3 separate regions of the Mus musculus genome follow, and regions 1 and 3 are each linked to region 2. Evidence: chromatin contacts called from public HiChIP or PLAC-seq data. All regions are on one chromosome and are shown on one strand. The core of a region is the stretch at or near the end of the contact, and the rest is flanking DNA. Distances in the headings are between cores, read along the strand shown. Region 1 holds the start of 9830132P13Rik (RIKEN cDNA 9830132P13 gene). Region 2 has its middle 7.8 kb from the start of Gm35585. Region 3 holds the start of Fam241a (family with sequence similarity 241, member A).

What was found. HiChIP or PLAC-seq counts read pairs in DNA pulled down with a chosen protein or histone mark.
Region 1: a BATF HiChIP or PLAC-seq map of CD8 T cells shows a contact between it and region 2, with 5 read pairs. The contact joins the promoter of 9830132P13Rik here to the enhancer-like site in region 2. A contact is called at or near these places in 2 of 15 datasets of contacts at CTCF or cohesin (CD8 T cells and pro-B cells), 12 of 484 Hi-C or Micro-C datasets (CD4 T cells, CD8 T cells, CD8 central memory T cells and 8 more), 6 of 115 datasets of contacts at active chromatin or transcription factors (CD8 T cells, bone marrow-derived macrophages, embryonic stem cells and 2 more) and 2 of 9 other capture datasets (adipose tissue and embryonic stem cells).
Region 3: a BATF HiChIP or PLAC-seq map of CD8 T cells shows a contact between it and region 2, with 22 read pairs. The contact joins the promoter of Fam241a here to the enhancer-like site in region 2. A contact is called at or near these places in 3 of 39 promoter capture datasets (the C10 cell line, fetal liver and pre-B cells), 3 of 15 datasets of contacts at CTCF or cohesin (CD8 T cells, the G1E-ER4 cell line and pro-B cells), 49 of 484 Hi-C or Micro-C datasets (the 3T3-L1 cell line, 3T3-L1-derived adipocytes, the 63-12 cell line and 36 more), 14 of 115 datasets of contacts at active chromatin or transcription factors (CD8 T cells, the SCID.adh cell line, astrocytes and 8 more) and 3 of 9 other capture datasets (adipose tissue, liver and pancreatic islet).

The regions. Positions count from the first base shown.
Region 1 is chr3:127,914,769-127,917,468 of GRCm38.p6, forward strand. It overlaps 9830132P13Rik (RIKEN cDNA 9830132P13 gene), which reads left to right and starts at 1,403. Exons shown (of 5, transcript NR_040552.1): 1 at 1,403-1,518.
Region 2 is chr3:127,852,133-127,854,832 of GRCm38.p6, forward strand. No RefSeq gene overlaps it. Among named protein-coding and RNA genes, the nearest start is that of Gm35585, 7.8 kb to the right of the region's middle. Within about 2 kb of position 1,404, at least 32 of the 459 cell types and tissues checked have an H3K27ac peak or open chromatin away from gene starts, as enhancers often do. A contact at or near this core is called in CD8 T cells, cortical neurons, forebrain and 3 more, where this site is marked.
Region 3 is chr3:127,895,020-127,897,719 of GRCm38.p6, forward strand. Fam241a (family with sequence similarity 241, member A) reads right to left here and starts at 1,304. Exons shown (of 2, transcript NM_027482.3): 1 at 1,015-1,304. The coding sequence starts at 1,164.

The sequences.
Region 1 (2,700 bases), core at 153-2,652, 63 kb after region 2:
ATCATTGGAGTCATGTTCTTTAACTTAGTGAAAAGGGGGTACACGCTTTCTCATAAGGAAGAGAAAGGCACATGGCACAGCTTCACCTGCATTTCATAGAGATTATTCGATGATTAAGGTATAATCACTAGAATTATTCTTCCTTTATTTAATCCTGATTGGTCTTTGGGAATTTTGTTTGAATGCTAATTTGGGGGTGGACAAATAATCAGAACATGGCGATTGACGTTGGTCTTACTTCCCAGCTGCCCTGTCTCAGATGCTGGAAGCTCTAGGAGAGGCAGTTTAAGCATCCTCTGCCCTTCTGGCATCCCACCCTCCAGCTTCTCCACTATTTCACTGGTTTTATGATCTGTCAAGGTTCATGACAACCAATAACTGGAATTAGAAATTTTAATAAGAACATGTCAGACTTGAGGCCAGAGATTATTACATTCCATTTTCCTGAAAAAAAAAATTTTTTTTATGTAACACCTTGGAAAGGAAGCAGGAAATGGCAGTAAGCATCAAAATTGTGGATCAAATTTCCTACCTACAGCTTTCTGCGGCTATCCTTTAGCCACTGTAATGGCCTTCTTGAAAGCTCGCAGCTCGATGACTTTTAGTAAGCTGTGCACACAGTGTTTCTTCCCACCCCATGGCAGCCTCATTCCTCCCCCCTCCAAACCCACACCTATCATTTCTACTCTCTCAGCCCCAAGTCCCTGACAGCCAGTCATTTCTTTGGACTTTATGGATTTGCCTATTTGGGGAATTTATATGAATAGAGTCATACACTAGTCAGACTTCGTTGTATGTCTTATTTCACTTAGAGTAACATTTATTCATGTTCTAGCACGTATCCTTACTTTTAGTTCAAGACTTTCCTTCAAGTCCAACTGCTGCCATCTCCCAGTGCTCTGCTGGGCTTGCTTGCAAAGATCAATAGCTGGGCTTGTTGAGTGTTTTCCTTTCCTCCTATAGGATGAGGGAAGATGAGCAAAGTCAGAGGACCCTCGCCTGAGTATTCACCCACTTATCCCTACCAGCTGTGTAGAATTTTTACCTTATTGCATATGGTCTTGTGGGATGGGCAGATATAGGTGTGGAAGATGTGGAGGGGGTGGGGCTTCATCCATACAGTCATCATCCCTGCTCGATGCTGGTGTTCCAGTATGGGTGCTTTGGACCATAGCTTCTCACCCATTGCTTTGTACATAGGTTTAATAAACTCCCTAGTTCTCCTGGGTGAATTTTTTTTTGGGGGGGGGTGTGTGTTTTGCGATGGTTTGTATATTCTTGGACCAGGGAGTGGCACCATTTGGAGGTGTGGCCTTGTTGGAATGGGTGTGACCTGGTTGGAGTAGGTGTGTCACTGTGGGTGTGGGCATAAGATCCTCACCCTAGTTGCCTGGAAGTCAGTCTTCTACTAGCAGCCTCTGGATGAAGATGTAGAACACTCAGCACCTCTTGCACCATGCCTGCCTGGATGCCTTAATTGCTCCCACCTTGTTGGTAATGGACTGAACCTCTGAATTTGTAAGCCAGCCCCAATTAAATGTTGTTGTTGTTTTTAATAAGACTTGCCTTGGTCATGGTGTCTGTTCACAGCAGTAAAACCCTAACTAAGACAGGTTTCAAGACAGGGTTTCTCTGTGTAGCTCTGGCTGTCCTGGAACTCACTCTGTAGACCAGGCTGGTCTTGAACTCAGAAATCTGCCTGCCTCTACCTCTCAAGTGCTGGGATTAAAAGCATGTGTCACCACTGCCCAGCCTGGGTGAACTTTTGTGGAACCATACTTCAGTTTGCTGTTGGAACCTTAGGAAGAGGTGTAGATGCTATTTCTGTTAGCACAGGGAAGAGATTTTAGCAACAGTACTTTAATTTTTTACATAGTCTTATATGTCTAGTTGTTCCTTGTTAACTATGAGTGACTGGTTTCGGGAGCCCCCTTGGATGACTGAATCCTCAAATATTTAAGTTTTTTGTATCAAACAAACAAATGTTGAGAGCTGGGTGTGATGGTGAGCTCCTGTAATCCTAACTCTCAGGAGCTAAGGCAGGAAGGTGGCAAGTTTGGGACCAGCCTCGACTATATAGTCAGACTGTCTCAAAAGACCAAAATGATGAGCAAAAACCTAACCAATAAGTAGAAGTGCTTTAGCATTTGCCTTTGTATAACCTAGGTGCCTCCTCCTGAAATGATTTCTAGGTTCCTTGAAATATCCAGGACAATGTAAATAATATGTTAATAGCTATCCTCTTGACGGAATAGTGACAAGAAAATAAAAGCTGTTATGCTCAGTCCAGATGAATTTTTCTCTTTCAGAATTTTTCAGATGAATTTTTGACTTCTTGTTGCTTGAGGCCATGACTGCAGAGCCATATTTCATAGCATGAATATACAGTGTTTGGTCTAGTTTCTCAAATTAATCGAGATTTGAGTTATTTCTGCTTTTTTGGCTATAGTGAATAATGTTGCTAATGAAACTACATTTAAGTAGTTTCTTTGCATACATATATTTTTAATTTTTTTGTAGCATAAACTTAGGAATGGTATTATATGTTAAGGTTTGGCAAAGTTACTAGGTTCTTTTCCAAAGTAACTTGCCATTTTACTTTTTCTCCAGTCTCCCTTAAAGATATGTCAAAAGTGCTCTACCTCTGAGCCATCCCAAGCCCTGCCTAGTCTAAGACTGGAGTTTTGATTGGTCATTTGA
Region 2 (2,700 bases), core at 154-2,653:
ATCGTTTATACTACACTTGGTAAAGCTTCACAGTCCTACAGGGACACAACTGGAGGAGAACTTTAGGACCTGTGCCATTAGCCAACAGCCATGCTGGACGCACTGAGGGGGAACCAATGTCAGAGCCAGAGCTAGATCCACAAGGATCCACAAGGATCCTGAGTCAGAGGAGCAGGAGTTCTAACTGTCAAGCCCGGATGACGGGGATAATGTGCAATAAGCAGAAACAGTGGCTTTCGACAGGCAGGCAGATGGCCAGGATGAGACATGTGTCATGAGTTCATTTCAAATGGCTTTGGTTTGAGGTGCTTCGGGATGTTCACTGCAGGATGAACTGGAAATGTGGCTGGAGTTGAGGATGTACAGCCAAGTGGGAGGCGAGGCGCAGACTCAAGCAGGCTTGCCAGCTCTGCTCCCTGGCTGTCTAGCTCACCACACACTCTGCATAGCTCAAAAACTATAAGGTTTATTTTGGGGGGAAAAAAGGAGGATGAGAAGAAGAAGAAATAAATATACTAATATCTATCAAGATTCAGTGAACTATAACAGATTTAAATTTCAGTGTTCAAAAGCAGTTTTGCTGGAGTGGAACAATGGTCATCTCTTCCCAATTGGTCTGACTTCATTCCCGCCCCCCCCCCCAAGGATTTTAAAAACTGCATCAGAAGTCGCATGACTTGTGAAGATGTTAACCGTCTGGCCCTTTACGGATATGGCTCACTCTCGTGCATTTATTGCTGAGGCAGCAAAGGCTGCTCTGCTTTCTAAGGCGACTTCCCCAGTAAGGAAGACGGAAAATGGCAGCTGTTATAGAAAACAGTCGCCATCTGTCTTCCCTCCTTATACAGAGCCTTTCAAGTGTTTTGATAAGACATCAATCAAGTTGTCTTAAAATCTGTATTCAAAATTTTACATCTTATTAAAAAAAAATGTGTTGGGAGCAGTGAGATGGCTCAGTTGGTAAAGTGTTTATCGTGTAAGCCTAGTGACCCCAGGTTACTCCCCAGGACACCCATAAACGTGGAAGGAGAAAACTCACTTCACAGACTTGTCCTCTGATATGTATGCCACAGCAAAAGCTTCAGCCTCACACAATCACACACACACACACACACACACACACACACACACACACACACACACCCAACACAGCATGGCACAAACTTCCCACCGCAAACTAATCTTAATAATTTATAATAATATATACATTTGTTACAATGTTTTACTAAAAACTCTCTAAGTACTTCAGGCAAGCCCAAATTATTTGCCTTTTAAAGAAGACTAAAACTCTAGGCCTATAATAAAAACTAGAGTGCATCCTTAGGTCAGACCAAGCCTTACAGGCTATGCTGACACGAGTAAGATTAGCTGTGCTCTGTTCAGCCAAAAGGGGGAGCCATGTCGCCTCTGAGGACCAGCGTTCAGTTTGACAGTCAGCCAGAAACAGATTCTTCCCAACAAGAAAGGCTTCTTGGTGTATTAAAAGGTTGCATACGAGGAACGGCAGTACGGCTGAGGCTATGGATGGTGGCCATTACACCAGGAAAGCCTTGGGCTAGAGGAGCACCAGAGAGGCAGGACACTTGACCTGGCTGCGCAGGGCCCAGAGCTGCAGGTCTAATTAAGGCCTTTGATACATTGTGAATTGAGGTTTTGTACAGGTCGAAAGCTTAGTTCTGTTACAAGCACTGGAACTCCGTGCAGTGTTACCAGAAGCATGTGTTGAGGATGCTGTCCTTTTTCTTACTGCGTGTTTTTGACACCTCTGTTAAAGATTAGGCTGCTGTAGCGAGGCAGCTGGTGGATACAGACTGCTATTCTCAACGGGGTTCTTTTGCATTCCTGCCTCTTTTGTGATTGAAACGAAGTAGGTTTGAAATCCAATCCAGGCAAAGACTGTGTGCTAGCTACAGCTCTAAGAAGTATTCCCTGTCAGTGTTCTAGAAGGCATCAGGGTTGTCCCCAGCAGAGAATTAGAGGATTACCATGCGATGACCTCCAGAGCAGCATGTCTCTGAAGTGTTCTGTATGGACTTCTGTCTGCAGGCTGGAAACGGCCACAGCAGTTGCTGACTGCAGTGTGTAGCATCTTGGAGACCTAGACAGGGTTGAGTTCCCTCTGCCAGCAGTAGTTTAGGAAGATCTCTTCCCTTGCCAGAGGCAGTAGCTTCGAGCACAGGGCCCTAGTTCTACCGAGAGTCAGTCCCTGGAATCCTGAAGGCAGCCATCTCTTCCTCTTCCTCTTCCTCGTCTTCCCCCTTCTCCTCCTTCTTTTCCTCCTCCTCAGAATCCGGGAGTGTCCTGCATTCCAAAGCCCAAATTTGCTGGGCACCAGATGGGTCCCAATTGTTGATATTTTCTTTCTGCTGTTGTTTCCCCATGTTTGTCTCTAATTTTACTAATCTGGATCTTCTCTCTCCACCTTTTAGTTAATCTGACTAGATGTTTATCAAGCTTACTGATTTTTTTTCAACCAACCATTTGTTTCATCGATTGTCTCTAGTTTATTGATTTCAGCCCCAAGTTTGATTATTTCTTGCTGTCTGCTCCTTGAGGATGCGATTTCTACTTTTTGTTCTAGAGTTTTCAAGCATGCTATTAAGTTACTAATATGAGATCTCTCCAATATTTTTTTATAAGCACTTAGTGCTATGAACTAGCCTCTTAGAACATCCTTCATTGTGTTCCATATGTGTGGGG
Region 3 (2,700 bases), core at 54-2,553, 43 kb after region 2:
TCATTGTATTGCTAAGGTCCAGAGATGGTTAAGGGAAGGATTTCACATATGCCATTACAACCATTTGCACATTTACTTTTGGAAAGGGAGTTTTAGTTGCTGGCTGTGTTTTCCAGTTGAGCAAGAGTAAGAGGAAATCAAGACCTTCTCTATTGAGACATGCATGGTACAGTTTGGTAAGAACACCGCCCGCAAGGGCACCAGCAAGATCTCCTAGCTACCAATTTATTTGCTTCAGTCACTGGCTCCTATATTGTCACATAGATGAATAATTACTGTCTACACGGTGATCAAGCCCACATTAGCATTATTTTTGTTTCTTAAGTAATGGGTTTTATTAATGTATTTAGTTATTAATGTACTTAGTGATATTAGAGGACAAGTTACAGGTATTATTAACTGATGATTCCAGAAGTCTAGGCTTACTTATGTGATTTCTAAAGGTCTTTGTATCTGGGGGATTTTTGAGTAGCTAATTACTGTACTGCCTGTAAAAAAAAAAAAAAAAAAATCGTCCCACGTAGAACTCCATCTTTACATTCAACTGCTAGTCTAGTCTTACAGATATCTGATGTTATAATTTCCCTTAGTCTTCTCAATGATATCCAATTCTGAGAACTTTAAAAGTACCCAGTTTCCTTATTATGTCTGTTACTAAAGCTTCCTTCCCTTTGGTGCTCACAGCAGGCAATTTTCTTTTTTTTTTTTTCCTTTCCACTTCTAAAATGAAGTTCAGCTCTGCTCGGTGGTGCTGTGAAACTTGCTCTGGGAGAGTCCCGGTGTCACCTAGGCACCGACCCGTGCTTCCCGATCCTCTGTGCGGGCCGTCCGCCCACCCCGTCCAGGGCGCGTGCAGTGCTCGGAATTCGAGCGCACGGCGCGCCCACGTAGCGCAAGTTGCCGGGTGGTTTTGAGGTGAGGCTCCGGAGGGCATTTCCACCGAGCCCGGCCCCGCCCGTCAACCGCTCGCCGCGTGCCCAGCCGCCACCCCGCGGCCCGCGCGCCCGCGCTCACCTGCTCGCCCTCGTCCTGCGGCCGCCGGCGCCGCGGGCTCGCCCCGTGCTCCGGCTCCTCAACCCGCCCGGCCGGCGCCGCCCCGTCCTCGTCGCACTCCCCGCCGGCGCTGCCGGCGCCGCCCCGCAGCAGCTTCCTGGCCGAGCACATCCCACCGCCGACTCCGGCCGCCCGCACGGCTGCCGCTGGCCACACCGGGACTCCCGACGCACACGGGAATCCTTAGAAGCGCGCCCGCCGGCCTGGGGGCCAGAAGTGCAGGAGCCGCCCGCCCCTCCTGTCAGCCGCTCGCCCCACCCCCAGCTCGGGGGCGGAACCCCGGGGGCGGGGGCGGGAGGAGGGGCGGGGCCATAGCGGACCGCGGCCCAATGAAGGCGGGACCTGGTGGGTTGGGCAGGGTACTGGGAGGGGCGGGGCCAGGGAGGGGCGGAACCAAGGGAGGTGTAGCATTATTCCAGTTAGTGCATGAAACTATGAATGAGGCCATAGGCTCCTGAGGGAGGTTGTATGTGTCTGACACCTATTAAAGTATATGACATCTGTGAAATTGTGTATCTGTAACTATCTGTACACAACAGACAGATATCCTGTGGTGTGTGTGTGTGTGTGTGTGTGTGTGTGTGTGTATGTGTAAAAGACAGAGAGAGAGGAAGAGAGAGAGTGTCAGAGGTGAGGAACACTGTAACAGACTACATGAGGGAGATTATGTATGAAATCGGCCATAGGTGCATGAGGGAGATTGTATCTGACAGGTTTTTAATGCATGTGAGAGCCCATGTGTGATTGTGTGTGAGTAACTATACACACACACACATACACACACTTAGATGTTGTGTTTAGTGTGTGTGTGTGTGTGTGTGTGTGAGAGAGAGAGAGAGAGAGAGAGAGAAGGAGGAGGAGGAGGAGGAAGTTATGTGTTGTGAGAAAGTGTGTGTAAGAAACATTGTAACAGACTGTAACCAAGTGCTTACAGGAGATTATATGAAAAAGACCATTAGATGCATGAGACCCTGTCTGATAGAGTATTATAAAAGCCTGTGTCTAATTGTGTGCCTGTACACAACAGATTGTGGAAGACTGTATACCAGAGTCTTTTGTGACAGGACAGTGTGGGAGATCATAGGTGTTGAAAGTTTGTGTGAGGATGTAGGTATACAGAAGAGGGCAACTGAGAATAAGAAGCTCATATGAGAGGGAGCTGTGTGCATGAAGGTGTGGGCACATGTAAGAGGTTCTGGGAGTGTGAAAGACCACCCAAACACACAGTATCCCTCCATACCAGCTGCAGCGGGCGCTCAGCTGTGCCTGGGTGTGCTGTTGGCTGCTTGTGCCTAGGAAGGAATGCAGGCTCTCTGTCGCTTGTTCCTCCCCTTTTGCCTCCTCTCCCTAAGCATCTCTGAGTGACCATGCCTATTTCTCTCTGCTTCCTAGTGTGTGTGGCTTGTGGGAGCCCTGGGCTCATTTCCTGGTCTCTCTGCCGTAGTGTGCATTTCTAGAAATGGTTTAAAAATTCTCAGCGACTGGTAAGAGAGAGAAATCGAGTTTCTTTTTCTTTTTTCTTGCTAGCCCATCATATAAGGGTAAACTGGGGGGCATGAAAGTAAAACAACGAATGGTTTTGCTTTCCTTTAATCCGTGCATTGAGGAAAAGGTTATGGTGTAGCTGGTATATCAGACTGTCGATGG